Regions from separate parts of the Sus scrofa genome. Here region 1 is linked to region 2. Evidence: chromatin contacts called from public Hi-C data. All regions are on one chromosome and are shown on one strand. The core of a region is the stretch at or near the end of the contact, and the rest is flanking DNA. Distances in the headings are between cores, read along the strand shown.

Region 1 (3,160 bases), core at 336-2,835, 83 kb before region 2:
GGGATGGTTCACGGTATCCAAGTTCAGAGGGTAGTGGTGCCATTATCTGTAAAAGAATGGGAGGAACAGTTTGCCACGGAGGGGGGAAGTGAACTATTTTAGAGAGGTGTTTGAAATGTTATAGAAATGTGTATGGAACAACTGCCTGGAGACAGCCCTCAAGCAGGTGGCTCTAGGATGGAGGGAGGGGAAGACTGAAGTCTGTCAAGTGACAGCTGCAACCCTCTGAGGCGATGCAGCTCTTCAGGGTGTCGTAACAGGATAGTTGACTAACCAGGAACCCCCAAGCCCACAATGCCAGGTGTGCTTTGAGCAAGGTTGCCAGCGGTAGGTTCAGGGCAGCAGGGGGCGCCCTCGGTCTCGGGGATGTGAAGCAGGATGCTGCTGGGGCTGCCACAGCCCTGGTGTGATAAGCCAGGCTCCCGGAGCTTGCCAAGAAGACCCGAATCTGAGAACCCAAATATGAATCTAAGAGCCGAATCGGGGACACCAACGGCCCACGGAGGTCGGGCCAGTGCCTGAAATGGGGGAGAACCTCCAAATGCAGCTGAACCTCCAGAGCCCAGGCTCCCCCTCTCTTGCCCTGGCTGTTCCTCGGGCATGTCCAGGTCTCTGATCAGACCGGGAACCTGGAACCCTCCCGACCCTACGTGCTCTCCCAGAGTCCTGACTTGTGTTGGCAGCTTGGCATTGCCCACCCCGAAACCCTGCAGAAAGGGCCCTAACCTGAAGATGTCAGGGAACAGGGCGTAAGGGGATGGAGGTGGCGCAGGGCAGTGGGAATGGAGTGGGCAACTCGGGCAGGGAGCACCAAGATGACTGTTCTGGTGGGAGCCCCCGAGGGGACCAAGGAGAACGAAAAATGGGGTGGTGGGGGGAGTGGTCAGAGTCTGGATGGGGTACCTGAGGAAATAGTAACTTAGGAGGCAGACAAGCCCCCAACTCCCACTTGGGGATCCCTGAGGGATCGGGCAGATGGCACCCATAAGGGGGGTCGGTGAATTAGGAGAGAGTCACTCCATGCTTGCACAGATGTCCGGGGATGTGGGATGTGCAGACAGAACCTAGATGGGAGTTGCCGGCAGCAAGAAAGCAAAAAATCAGGACACAAAGCCCAAAGCAGCTAGGAAAGCAGCGGTGCATGGGAAGGAGGCAGTGGAGATGGCGAGAGTGGAAGGACCGAAGTGGAGCCAGAGCATCCGCGTGGTGCCCAAGGCAGCGGGGAAACTGGGGACGACGCAGCCGGCCAGAGCAGAGCAGAGCGCGGGAGCCAGGCTGAATGCTGGAGCCCAAAGTAGTGCGCGAGGGGGACCAGCGTGCAACTGGGGAAGTCCGGGGGCGCCGAAACGCGGAGCAGGGGACCCAATCGAGAGACAGAGCTTCGGGGTGAGCCTCTGGAGGGGCGATGAGGCAATGGCGTTGGGGGTTCCCGGACGGGCGGTGACTACTCTCTAAGGCAGCCGAGCAAAAACTCGGGCCGACGCTGCCCCCCGGCACCCCCCCGCCCCCAGCTCTCTTGTTTGTCTCCTAGTCCGGCCGGAACCGGCTTCTGCTCGCGGCGGGGCGGGCGGGTGGGTGCTGATTGGTTAACGCCTGTTTCCAGCCCCACTCAGCCAATCAGCGCGCGGCAGTGTTTTCATCTTAGGGTCAGAATAAAAGGGCTGGAATAAAAGGGGGGCAGAAAAGGCGCCGGCCGGGCCCGATACACACCAGTAGGAGCTGGGTGAGCTGGGTGAGCTGGATTCTGGGGACCTGGGCTCCGGGCGAGGTAGCTGGCGGGTAGAAGGCTCAAGAGTAAGGGGGTAGGGAGAAGACGTGTGCATATGAAAGGAGAGACACTGAATGGATGAGGAGCCAGCAGGAAAGAGATGACGAATCGAGACGGGAGCAGGGGGATGGAGAGATGGGATCCCACTTCCTTAGAACGAACTAATTGCCAAGGAAACGGCCCAGGCCAGGGGTCGCGCGGGTGGCTCGCGCCGCCGGTTTGAACCGGCTTCGCCTCTCCCATGCGGGGTTCGCGTGGCCGCAGCGCCTAGCGACCTAGACAACAGCCAATGGCAATGCAGTTCCTGTGCCGACAGGCCAATGAGCGGGCCGTGGGCGGGCCGTTTCGGAGCTGTGTGCGCGGATTTTGTGGTTAAGGGAGCAGGGTCTGGGAAAGGGTCTCCTGTGCGGGCGGGCGCCGGTGAGGGTCCCAGGGAGTGGCAGCCCGCAGGTATGCCCTTTCCCAAGTATTCGGACCTCTAACTGCCTCCCCTGTCAGCCCCCAACCTGTGTCAATCCTGATGGGAGCCAGGGCCAATTCCATGTCCCTAAGCAGACGTTAGTCCCTTCTAGTTTCCATGCCTCAGTTTCCCTCCGATTGAGCCGCGGAGGAAATCTCCCTGCTTGGTCCGAGCAGGTCTCCCGGAACTGCGGGCCGGCGGAAAAGCCAGCGGCGGAGAGGGTGGCCCAGAGGACACCAGGGGGACAGGGCTGGGGTTTCATTCGCTGCGCGCTCTTGCCTCCTGGGCGCAGAGGGGTGACAAGCTCCGCGCGCTGCGGCAGCGGCCCGGGTTGGCAGCCTCTGGTCGGCCGAGCCGAGCGCTGACGGCTAAATCTCTGCGCAGGTGCCTGCAGAGCCGGAGCCCGAGCCCGAGCCCGAGCCGCAGCCGGGCCGCCGCGCCGAGCCATGGCGCCCACCCTGGCCACAGCCCATCGGCGCCGCTGGTGGATGGCCTGCACCGCCGTGTTGGAAAACCTCCTCTTCTCGGCAGTCCTCCTGGGCTGGGGTTCGCTGCTGATCATGCTCAAGTCGGAGGGCTTTTACTCCTACCTGTGTTCTGAGCCAGGTAAGACGGGCGCACGGGCTCGCGGGCTCGCGGTGGGTCCCGGAGTGGGGGCTTCGGGTGACGGCGGATTGGCGGTGTAGATCTAGCCAGCGAGACCACCTCACTGCGCAGCACCTCCTAGTTCGCAAAAGGCCCATTTGATCCTAACTCAGCACTGCTGGGTACATAGATAGCGCTATCCCTTTTTGAAGGAACTCAGGCTCAGGCTTGCCTGAGGCCACACAGCTGGGGCCTGTGATAGTTCCAGAATCCCCGAGTCCAGGGTGTTCTTTCCATCACCTGAGAACATGACGAGGCTCCTCTCCTCCCAGGGCCTGGCACACCGC
Region 2 (3,144 bases), core at 551-3,050:
GACCTACACCTCTGCTCATGGCAATGTCAGATCCTTAACCTGCTGAGCAGGGCCAGGGATTGAATCTGCATCCTCATGGGTACTGGTCAGGTGCGTTACCACTGAGCCACAACGGGAACTCCCTGGGGTTTTTTGTTTTTTGTTTTTTTGCTTTTTAGTACTGCAAGTGTAGCATATGGGAGTTCCCAGACTAGGGGTCCAATTGGAGCTACAGCTGCCAGCCTACGCCTCAGCCTCAGCAACGAGGAATCTGAGCTGCGTCTCTGCGACCTATACCACTGCTCATGGCAATGCCAGATCCTTGACCCACTGAGCAAGGCCAGAGATCAAACGTGCATCCTCATAGAGACAACATCAGGTTCTTAACCTGCTGAGCCACAATAGGAACTCCTCCTTTTCTTTGTTTTAAACAAGAGACTATCAAAAGTGTCATAACGTGTATACATGGGAGACCCAGGAAAACGGAGAAACTTGCCAAACTGGCCCCTAAGGACCCAAGGGAGTTTCTATAGCCTTATCTCTGATGTGGGAGAGTCTGGTAAAACTGGACATCTCCTAGCTGCCGGCCAGTACTCTTTTCCTCCTTGCTTTTTAGGGCCGCACCCATGGCATATGGAGGTTCCCAGGCTAAGGTCGAATTGGAGCTGCAGCTGCCGGTCTAACCACAGCTCACTGTAATGCCCCCGATCCTTAACCCACGGAGTGAGGCCAGGGATCAAATCTGCAACCTGATGATGTGTTTCCACTGCACCACAGCAGGAACTCCTGCCGGCTGGTTTTAACCTGGCTTTAGGCTCCAGAGACGAGGAAACTTGGCACAGTGGTTTGGGGCCTTGGCTCACGGACTGCCTCTCTTGGTAGCACTTTGGGCACGTGGCCTGGCTGGGAGGTGGGCAGCCGCCCTCTCCTGGGGGCTTCTTCCTGAGACGGTACGTGACAGGCTCGGGAGGCAGAGGTTCCTGACCTGAGGCCCGGAGGGCGCATCCAGACCAGCCAGCCCGTGTCCCTCCCCCACCGCCCCAGTCAAGTGTGGGTGTTGGTCTTGGCACAGAGGTTGTGGGGGGAGGCTGCAGCCGTGGCCTTCACCTTCTGGCCTAACTTGGGTCCCTCCTTTTTATAGCAAGAGAGGCGTCTGTTTACAAACTTCCACAGGCAGCTGTTCTGTTGGCTCGATAAGTGGGTTGACCTGACCATGGACGACATTCGAAGGATGGAAGAAGAGACGAAGAGACAGCTGGACGAGGTGCGTGGGCTTCCGGGGGCGGGGCGGGGGGGACTGGGGCTGTCGGCTGGATGACTGTGTGAACCTGAGGAGGCTGCCGTGCCCGGCAGCTCCCTGAGGGCACCGTCCTGTGGTTCTAGGAACATGTCCGCCTCTGCGGTGGGTAAGGTCTAATGCCAGGCCATGTGGGAACCACAAGGAAGAAAGCAGCCTGTGCTCTTGAACTTGCAGTCTAGTCGAGGTCTTGGCATATCCAGAGAGGCAGATATGGCGGGCTGAGCTGAATGCCAAGTGAGTAACGCAGCTGCTGCCGCCGTTCCCGAGCCGGGTGGGGGAGTGGCACCGGGCTGCAGCGCTGGAGGTGACCCTGGGAGGAGGCAGGCCGGGCCCACCCACGGATCCCTCCTCGTGCACGACCCACCGGGTTCGGCAGCAGCGCGCACAGAACTCACCACGCTATAAGGTTGTCTGGAGCTATTTTTAGAGTTTGGAGCCTTTGCTGGGTTTTGTGTGTGTGCGAATGTGTGTGTTTTTTTTGTCCTTGGCATGGATCCCAGAAGGAGAGCTGTCTGCTGCTCCGTGGGAGCCCGAAGACCTAACACTGCTCTTGCCTCATTTGGGGAATTTGGGACTGCTTCCCTGCAAGGCTCGCTCTGAGGAGACTGTCAGTAAATAACACTCGAGCCCCGCTGTGTGCGAGGCACCTTTTTCTTCTTTTTTAATTTTGATTGGAGGATAGCTGATGTACATGTATTAACTTCAGGTTTACAGCAGAGGGAATCCGTTGTACACACCATGTGTGCATTTTTTTTTCCCATATGTGGGTTATTACAGAACAGTGAGTAGACCTCCCTGTGCTGGTAGGTCCTTGGTCATCTGTGCTCCGTATGGTCGTGTGCGTGTGTCAGCCCCATCCTCCTGATTTTAAGGCACATTCTGACGGCATCTCCTGCGAGCCTCATAACCCCTGTGAGGAGGTACTGCTGTCGCCCTCACACTCAGATGAGGTGGGAGAGGCTATGAGTTCAAGGCCGTGCCCAGGGTCCCACAGCCTACAGGTGATACAGTCGGGGGACGAGCCATGGCTCTCGGTCACAGCCTCCTCTTCCTCTCCATGCCATCTGGGGCTCCCTCCTGCCCTGAGGGGCTAAAGATAAGGCAGGATGCTCTGTCTCGTAGGACCTGCCATCCGTTTCCTCCTCCTGGCCCTGGGAGGGCGGGCACCGAACCTGGGGGTCTGGCAGGCATTGCTTTGCACGGCCTTGCCCGGCTCTCCAACTAGCAGGGCCTCAGGTGGTATGCAGGCCCGGGGCCACGCTGCCAATGACTGTCTCCACTCCTGCAGGGCTGGGCTGGTCAGCTCTCCCTTCCTCGGGCGCCCCGTGGGGAATTGGCTTTAGCCTCCAGGATGACACCTCCTGGGCCGACCCGCTGGTTCAGTGGTTTGCTGCGACCCTGTTGAAGGCAGACGTTTTAGTTATTCCTTCAGCTCCATTTGGCAGGGAAGTGGCAGAGTTTGGGACACAACTCCAGATCCTTCTGCTGAGGGTCTTCAGGAAGTGGTAGGTTTTAATGTCCAGGGCGCCGGTGCTTCTAACCATCGTCAGAGAGAGGCCTGAGTCTTTTGGTCACTCAAGTCCTGACAAAAAGAAAAGTTACCGAACGGAAGAGCACAGAGCCTTTGGGGTTTAGCCTGTAGCTTCAGTCTCGTGCTCGCCGCCTGACAGGCCAGCCGAGAGGATGCCAGGGTTGGTGGAAGTGTTTGCTGATAGCCTTTCACGCTTGGGTCAAATTCAGGTTCTTGGTGCTGGGAGGGCTTTCAGAGGGTCCACCGAATCTACCCCCTCAGATCCCAGGCCTGAGAGCACGCCTCGCCAGGGGCTTCCTTTTAATCCCCACCCCTTGTCTTTGCCTGTCTCTCC

Evidence for each region. A called contact is a pair of places that touch in the nucleus more often than the background predicts.
Region 1: a contact with region 2 is called in a Hi-C map of skeletal muscle, with 5 times the contacts expected there. The contact joins the promoter of SLC43A2 here to the enhancer-like site in region 2. A contact is called at or near these places in 2 of 47 Hi-C or Micro-C datasets (embryonic fibroblasts and skeletal muscle) and 2 of 2 datasets of contacts at active chromatin or transcription factors (alveolar macrophages and skeletal muscle).

Annotation. Positions count from the first base shown.
Region 1 is chr12:47,837,552-47,840,711 of Sscrofa11.1, reverse strand. It overlaps SLC43A2 (large neutral amino acids transporter small subunit 4), which reads left to right and starts at 1,585. Exons shown (of 15, transcript XM_013990000.2): 1 at 1,585-1,723; 2 at 2,613-2,834. The coding sequence starts at 2,675.
Region 2 is chr12:47,754,562-47,757,705 of Sscrofa11.1, reverse strand. PITPNA (phosphatidylinositol transfer protein alpha isoform) reads left to right here. Exons shown (of 13, transcript XR_001304419.2): 10 at 1,121-1,243; 11 at 1,363-1,513. Among named protein-coding and RNA genes, the nearest start is that of INPP5K, 18 kb to the right of the region's middle. Within about 2 kb of position 1,800, at least 29 of the 83 cell types and tissues checked have an H3K27ac peak or open chromatin away from gene starts, as enhancers often do. A contact at or near this core is called in embryonic fibroblasts and skeletal muscle, where this site is marked.